Linked DNA regions of Mus musculus: all the other regions are linked to region 3. Evidence: chromatin contacts called from public Hi-C and HiChIP or PLAC-seq data. All regions are on one chromosome and are shown on one strand. Each heading gives the region's core, a stretch centred on a gene start, on an enhancer-like site or on the middle of the called end of the contact. The rest is flanking DNA. Distances are from core to core; before and after follow the strand shown.

The links. Hi-C and Micro-C count contacts between places; a contact is called where the count stands out from the background. HiChIP or PLAC-seq counts read pairs in DNA pulled down with a chosen protein or histone mark.
Region 1: an H3K4me3 HiChIP or PLAC-seq map of bone marrow-derived macrophages shows a contact between it and region 3, with 4 times the contacts expected there. The contact joins two enhancer-like sites. A contact is called at or near these places in 2 of 115 datasets of contacts at active chromatin or transcription factors (bone marrow-derived macrophages and microglia).
Region 2: a contact with region 3 is called in a Hi-C map of bone marrow-derived macrophages, with 12 read pairs. The contact joins two enhancer-like sites.

The regions. Positions count from the first base shown.
Region 1 is chr8:35,429,506-35,432,205 of GRCm38.p6, forward strand. No RefSeq gene overlaps it. Among named protein-coding and RNA genes, the nearest start is that of Gm34853, 5.7 kb to the right of the region's middle. Within about 2 kb of position 1,391, at least 92 of the 459 cell types and tissues checked have an H3K27ac peak or open chromatin away from gene starts, as enhancers often do. A contact at or near this core is called in bone marrow-derived macrophages and microglia, where this site is marked.
Region 2 is chr8:35,399,610-35,402,309 of GRCm38.p6, forward strand. No RefSeq gene overlaps it. Among named protein-coding and RNA genes, the nearest start is that of Gm45301, 8.6 kb to the right of the region's middle. Within about 2 kb of position 1,387, at least 41 of the 459 cell types and tissues checked have an H3K27ac peak or open chromatin away from gene starts, as enhancers often do. A contact at or near this core is called in bone marrow-derived macrophages, where this site is marked.
Region 3 is chr8:34,943,974-34,946,673 of GRCm38.p6, forward strand. All of the region lies in intron 1 of Tnks (tankyrase, TRF1-interacting ankyrin-related ADP-ribose polymerase), which reads right to left. Among named protein-coding and RNA genes, the nearest start is that of Tnks, 20 kb to the right of the region's middle. Within about 2 kb of position 1,323, at least 55 of the 459 cell types and tissues checked have an H3K27ac peak or open chromatin away from gene starts, as enhancers often do. A contact at or near this core is called in bone marrow-derived macrophages and microglia, where this site is marked.

The sequences.
Region 1 (2,700 bases), core at 141-2,640, 490 kb after region 3:
TCTGAAGCTGGAACTGGGAGTCCTCGTGTGCCCAGGGCTCCTCTGTCCTCTCTCCTCACACAAACCAGTTTCCCAGCATTCTGCAAAAGCAGCTCATGAGCCACAAGAAATCCTACATAGGAGACTGTCTTGGAAAACAAAGATAAATCTAAAGTTCTGGTGTGGAGAGAAGTAGAAGAAGGCTAGCAGGGGAAGGTGGGTGGGGTTAAGGGAGGGTAATGGCAGTGGGGGGCCAAAGTACATCATCTGTTGGTAGGAAAATGTCTTCATGAAACTCCATATTTTGTACAATAACTACAAGCTAACAAAGGGGTAGTAGTGGTGCTAGTGGTGTCACATGCCTTTAATCCCAGCACTTAGGAAGCATAGACAGGTGGACCTCTGAGTTTGAAGCCAGCCTGCTCTGCAGAATGAGTTCCAGGACAGCCAGGCCAACATAAAGAAGCCCTGTCCCAAAAAAATAAAGAAAGAGGGAAGGGGAGGGAGATGGGAGAAAGAGGAAGGAGAGGGGAGGAGAGGGAAGAGAAGGAAGAGAAGAGAAGAGAAAAGAAGAGAAGAGAGAAAAGAAGAGAAAAGAAAGGAGAAGAGAAAGGGAAGGGAAGGGAAGAGAAGGGAAGGGGAGGGGAGGGGAGGGGAGGGGAGAGGAGAGAAGAGAAGAGAAGAGAAGAGAAGGAGAAGAGAAAGAGAAGAGAAAGAGACGAGAAAGAGACGAGGAAGAGACAGGAAGAGACGAGGAAGAGACGAGGAAGAGAAAGAGAAGAGAAGAGAAGAGAAGAGAAGAGAAGAGAAGAGAAGAAAAGAAAAGAAAAGAAAAGAAAAGAAAAGAAAAGAAAAGAAAAGAAAAGAAAAGAAAAGAAAAGAAAAGAAAAGAAAAGAAAAGAAAAGGTTTCCCATTGGAGAAGTCCTGGATTCCAAGCTCAGAGGACACTGTGCACACAGAGCTGCGAATGCTGTTCTGTACTCCTTGGATCAGCTTCTTTCTTGTCTTGAAAGGACCGCAGGTCTCATCGTGCCCAGGTGTCTGGCGAGGAGAAAGATCAATGTGGAGTAAGAAGAGTATCATTCACATTACTCATTTCATAGTGAGGTCAAATAACTTCTCAAACAGCACACCGGAAGTGGATGAACTACAGGTCACGTCTAACTTTTGCCAGCGCTCTCCTACTCTGCACTCTTGACCTCCAAGGTCAAGACAGAGAAATGCGGAGAGGTCCATCGGCTACCCACATGACCTACCCGAGTGAGCCAGGCCAGCTCTGGGCAGACACTCCCTGTCACGTCCCACAGCTAGATCAGTGTGGCCAAAGGGTGACACACGTCACAGCGTCTGACACCCTCATCCCTTTGCCTCGGTTTACAAACCTGAGCTCTGGGGCGCACAGGCAAACCTCATTGAAGCTCCGTGCAGTTAACACAGACTTCCGCTTGCGACAGGTTTCCTTCCCACACTGGCTGTGGTTTTTCTCTTCCGGTCCCTGACCCCTTTCTTCTTTTGTTTTACGCTAAAAGCTTTAGCCGGAAAACGTAGAGCCAAAGGAATGGAATAAACGTTAGCTTCAGCCTACAAAAAAGGAGTCCTTAATAGTGGATGTGAGAAAGTACTTCACTGAATAACCAGTTCGTCCTGAATTATTTAGATAATCTTTTATTTCATTTTATTTCTGGAAGCTCAGACACAGAACAAAAGCATGCCCTGGGCTAAATGCAGAGACAAAAGTGCAGAGTGTTTTGTTTTGTTTTGTTTTGTTTTGTTTTGTTTTGTTTTGTTTTGTTTTGTTTTGTTTTGTTTCTGAGTCCTGCTCCACCTGCTGAACTTCATGCCCTCCTAGCTTTGAGACCAGAAGAATTCAGACCTGTGGGAGAATGCATTCTACGAAGGGAATCAGAGTCAACCTCTATGCCTGGGAAGTACTGACCAATTGGTCCCAAAATTGGCCTAGGCTTTCTCAGTGAACGCAGGAAATCTTGTAGCCTAGGATAGCCCTCAGTCCAGGCAAACTGAGTTGTTGACCATCCTGGGACACACAGGGGTTCTGTGGGAAATGCAGGGGTTCTGGGGGATGGGCATACCAGCCTTTGGGTTCTTTTCCTTCAGCTGGTTTTTGTTTGTTTGTTTGTTTTTTGTTTTTGTTTTGTTTTGAGACTGTTTTGTTTTATAGCCCAAGCTAGCCTCAAACTCACCAACCTCCTGCCTCAGCTACCTGAGTGCTAGGTATCTACCACTGTCTCATCCTACCTTAGCAGAAGTAGAGTAATCCAGAACCCTGGTGGGCCTGATGCCCCATGCGGATACAAGGGGAAGATGCTGTGTGCAGAAGGTAGGGTGTCTAAATGTACCCATTAAAATGTTCTCCTACTGCTCTGATGTATATATGTGCATTAGCGTATATATAATCACACAAGTCCAACCTGACAACTGCAGAATTTTTTTAAAAATAAAAACGACAAGAAGGAAGTCCTTAGTACGCATAATCGTTTTGAGACTTCAAGGTTTTAATATAACCTTATGCCTAAGAGCTAACCATGCTAGTCTTTTCCAGGATAAAGATCGATAAAATGAGGCTGTGAAGCTATCTTTCACTTAACAATATAGGATCAAAGCTGTGTCAACAAGGATGCTTTTATGACGTCATTTCAATGAGCACCACAGAATATTCCACATCGCACCAATAGCACAGTTTACACAACTTTGATTTAGTA
Region 2 (2,700 bases), core at 137-2,636, 460 kb after region 3:
ACATAGATTTGTATACATTTAGACACTCAATAAAATTTTAATTTTTTTTTTCAATTTTCATTTTCCATAGACAATGTCTAAATTAAACAGGACATCAAAGTAATCAATCATAAATAATCATGCTTACATAAATGAATATATTTGTCTACTGTGCATGGTTTGTTTACATACTTCAGTAGCTTTGATATATTTTAAATATGTCAAAACTTGCCTAAACAAAACTTTACTAGGTATGATAATATAGTCTGATATTTTCTATTCCATTACATCCATAAAATACTGGTTGTCACATCAAAGCCATTTGAAGACCCATTAAACTATTCCAACAGCAACTGGAAAAAAAAACATTGATTTTCATATTCCCTATTGTCTTTTTTACCTTTGACAGTATATAATTTTGCAGGTCCAACATTCTCACTTCTTAGATATAGCTCAAGGCCCATCAGACATGCATGCCAGTAATTTCGAAATAAATTTCCAAAGTATATTTCAGACAGTTTACATTTACAACAAATGTAGCCAATGTTTACAGTGAGAGGGGAAAAGAAGAACACGAGAAGTTCTTTTGCTCATATTTCAGGAATGGAAATTTATTTCTCAAAAAGAAAACAAAAAGCAACTGTGCAAAAGAAATCTGGCTAATGATCCTTTAGTATAAATGTTGTGACACTGCACTTTATTAAAAACAAAACAAAACAACAACAACAACATCGAGTTCAAACCATGAAGTGATGGGGCCTGCCAGATACTGCCATCTTCCATCACTGTGGGAAGGATGCCTTGGGTGGTTACAGAGTTCTCTAGAGCTGTAAAAGTGAAGTAGAAGGTAGTAGTAGATGCAGGGTGTCTATGTTTTGGCTGTCCCCCGAGCTAGCGATGCAGCAGCTCTTGGTGCCTTCTGCTTTTCTTTCTGTAACTTCAGGAAACAACCAGGCAGTGAACCCAAAGGCGGAACTTCAGTCTTCAGATGACGGCCTTTCCTGTATTAGCAAAGGCCACGTTTCCGGGTTTTCCTTGTCTGTCTTTGTGCTATTAGACAGGATGTGGCTTTATCGTAAGACCTGGGTAAATATCTGCAGAGGCATGGATGCTGAGAGATCGTAAGGCCTGAGTAAGCACCTGCAGAGGGATGGATGCTGAGAGATCACGCTGTCCAACCTTCCATTTTACAGTTGCAAGGCTGCGTTCCAGGGAGTTTAGGAACGCCACTGAAAACCCAAAACTAATGAAATGGCAGAAGCCAGCCTAGAACTCATGTCCGGACTGTATCCTGACCCGGGATGTCTGGCTTCTCAGGGCTGAGATTAAAGTAATGCATTTCAGCAATGAGTCCTTTTCTACGCCTACATCAGTATCAGCCTACATCAGCATCTGCCTACATCAGCATCAGTCAACCCACGAGGCAGATAAGGTGGCAAAGACAGATGAAAGAAGAGAAGGTGATATACAGAGGGCCGTGGTTCCTCCTCTCTCTTGTTTGTAGCTATCAATTGAGTCTTATCTATATTAAGAAAAAAAATGACCGGAGAAAAATAGACACAAACCATCACTCGCCATTATAGTTCATAGTCTAGCTGGCAAAACCTGGAGTTATCCACTGTTGGGGTACAAGTAGCTCCTAATTGTAACTGGCTGTGTGCGACTACGGAAGTCTACCAATTCTCACATTCGCCCTCAAGGAAATTGCCTTCATCCAGAAGGGTTTGATAGGAAATGGGAGCTCATCCAAGTGACAGTGAAGCCTAAAAGTAGGGATATATTTATTGTCTAGTGATATTGTTAAAAGAGGCCAAAACAGTGTGCTGCCTGCCAGCACTTGGATCTGAGCTGTGGGTGCCTAGAAGATGCCAACGTAGCCACAATCACTATTCTCCAAGATGGTTATTTTGCTCTAATCTGCTGGTGGCCGCAGAAGACGGTTCTCATAACCATGATGGACGGGCTGATGTTAGTGTATCACAAGCTGAACCCCTCTGTGTGAGCACCCTTTATATTTAGTGTGTGTGATGGTGGTGGTGGGTCTTCATTGGCATGTGAGTGAGATGAATGACTGTCATGCAAGACTGCCCTGTAAGGATGAGAACAGCCTCTTCGTACAGCTGAGAAATCAATTGTTTCTTGTTCTCATTTTCGTTAGGCACCGTGCGTGTCTAGACCAGTTGACAAGCATTCTGCTGACTTAGCAGTGTTAAAACCAGTGCTGACAGCCCCATTCCTATTAGAGATGGGGCCAAAATACACTGTAGAATATATAAATACCACCTCCTCCCACCCTCCTGGCCATGATCACAGCTCTAAAGCAGACTTAGAGGACTTAAGACCTATTTTATATCAACCTTAGTGTCATCCTGGTAGCCGGGCCGGCTGCCTTCCAGGTTCCATGCTAAAGTGGAGCCTTATAAGCAGTCTTGATTTAGCCACTCCCTGTTTTTCCTTCTAACTGAGAAAGAACATTTTTGGCTTCCTCCCTTTCTATCCTAATTCACCCCCACAGGCACTGGGCTGGCAAAGCACCTATGTGAGAGTGTCTAGGGTGAAGAAGGAGCAAAACCAGGTGCAGCAGTGGGTCCTGTATGGGCATCATGGGCTCAGGGCAAGAGGCAGCACTATGCAGTTGAGAGAATGGGTATGCAGTTGAGAGAATGTGTATGCACAGGGCAGGGAGCAAATAAAGGCAGGAAGGATGACAGGATTCAGATA
Region 3 (2,700 bases), core at 73-2,572:
TAACAATAAAGATCTGGCACAGAGTTAGAAGGCAAGGACAGCTGGGTCCCAAATTCTGGGTGAGCACCTTGGTCTGTGAGGGTCCAAGTGGGAAAGACGTAAGCCAACAGCTAGACACTCATCCAACGACCTTACTAGTCCTCTGGGCCTCATCTTCGCATGCCTGCTGTTGACATCAGCTAGCATAGAGAGACCACAGGATAGACCCTTCCTCAAATGCAAGCTCCTTACCTGGGCTCGCAGAATGCCAGTGGCCTGACCTGACTGATGTCACCTAATCCATCATTGTCTTTTCTGTCCCAACAGGAACAAAGCAACAAGCCTTCAAACTCCCCAGGAGCCTTGCTTCTCATAATGGGAAGGGTTGGGTTGTGATGGTCGAGGGAGGGAGGGACAGAACCGAGACTGTAGGACCTCTACCACTGCTCAGTACTATTGTGCCAGAACAGCAGACTGGACACATGGCCAGCTCTCTCTGGTTTCACTATTCTGATATAAAATTGAGCTACCCCTGTCCAGGAGCAGTAGAATGTAAGTAGAGTGTAAGATGATTTGTAAATTTCAGCACATGTTTGCTGGTAAATAATGTCATTTCACATATTTAAAGAAAACAAAAAATGTACTTTAAGGAAAAACTAAATTCAAAGTACAAGGCCTAACTAAATACACTTAGCAACATTCTTAAAGAACTGATTTTAAAGTATTATAATTAAGGCCCTTTGAAGTGTTTCAGTACAAGATGTAGGGCCACGGGTATTTATTCCCCAGGTCTGAGCTAAAAAACCAGGAAAAGTCATTCCACTTAACATTTAACATTTTAAGCTTGCCTACAATTAAAATCTGCAAGAAACAACCTTAAACCTTAACGGTAACATGAACAATGTTATCAAAAAAGAAAACCCAAAGGCGTTTGGTGTAATATAAACTGAAATATTTTATAAACAGTAGCAAACAACAGACTAAGAAGGCATTTTCTTCCTAACCTGACTACCAACAAAGCAACGAGCACTGGATCACAATAGCAAAGTTCATATTACATGTCATTTTTTAATTTTTCTGTAAGTATTGTAAGATCCAAGAACACCCAAAAGACAAAGAGTAAAGTAAGCTTGAAATTGTCAAGAACACTGACATAAAAGATAAACGGGCTTTTAGTGACAGAGGATCCACGAGATACCTTAGAAGGGAAGGTATCAGTGATCTACTGTTTACGTAATTCCAGCCACAAGACTGGCCTCATTGGCTCTCTACTGCTGGGATCAAACACCACCAAAGGCAGCTTGGGGATCAAAGGGTTTGTGTGGCTTCCCACTTCACAGTCCAACATGAAGGGAAGTAGTCAGGAAACAGGAAGTGAAACCAAGACCCATGGAGAAGAAACCCTCCTTACTGGTGTCTGTCCCCTTTGCATGGCTTGCTCAGCCCCGTTTCTTTTTCTTTCTTTTTTTTTTAAAGATTTATTTATTTATTATATGTAAGTACACTGTAGCTGTCTTCAGACACTCCTGAAGAAGGAGTCAGCTCTCATTACGGATGGTTGTGAGCAACCATGTGGTTGCTGGGATTTGGACTCAGGACCTTGGGAAGTTGATGCTCTTAACCACTGAGCTATCTCACCAGCCCAACAGCCCTGTTTCTTATAAGAATTACCATCAACTACCCAGGAATGGCTCCACCCACAGTGGGCTGGGGTTCTCCCACATCCATCAGTAATCAAAAAATTGCCTCACAGACTTGCACACGAGCCAATCTGATGGAGAAAACTCCTAAACCTAGAGTCCCTCTCCTCCCAGATATGCCTGTGTCACGTTCACAAAAATTAGCAACACAGAAGCTTTTGAACAATAACTGTAGAGCTTTTAAACACTTTTCTCCCCAGGGTATTCAGTGGCTCCCTAACATCACTGCCTACTCCAGAGGGTCCAGACATGGAGGAACTTCTAACTCTAAGTTCATTCTGAATCATGTGCATCCTGGCTGATGTGTGGAAGGCAGCTGCTGTTTATCTCACGACAGCTCCACCACCATGCCTTCACTCTCATTCTGTCCACTTTCTTCTTCTGACATGTTTTTAGGTATTTGGGTTTACTGTATTTTACGGAAGAAATGTGTATGCTGTTGTGAACATCTGTACTGGGAACTGCGGAAAGAACCTCCACCTTACTTGTCTTCTATGTACCAACTGGTTTACCTCATCTAATACACAACAAAGCACAGACACCTAGTTAGAAGTTTCTGATTACTCTGTAATATACCATCCAATGACAAATATTTTATATTTAACGTTATTGCTTCCTCTTCTAGCTTTCATTGTAACTATATTAGCTTTTAATCCTTAGAAGATAAACTAGCTTCTGATTGGTTCATCAAAAGTCACAAAGGAGTATATTTCCCTGTTGATTTCTCATTTGTCAAAAGCAGACCCTAGCTGAAAATTATTCTATCTTATAGAACCTGGTTTGGGGAGGGAGAGGGGGAGAGAGAGGGAGAGAGGTAGAGAGAGGGAGAGAATGCTAAAGTACAGAGAACTAAAGGAGTGCTTTCTCCAAACCCAACAGAGAAACTACCAGAAACAAAAAAGGTAAGAAACAGGGAGTAAAAATAAACTGTCCCAAGAAAAAAAGATGGTTAAATTCCAACGCAAAAAGATTAGCTCAACAGCAGAAGGTAATTATCCTGCCTAGGCAGGCGATGGACCAG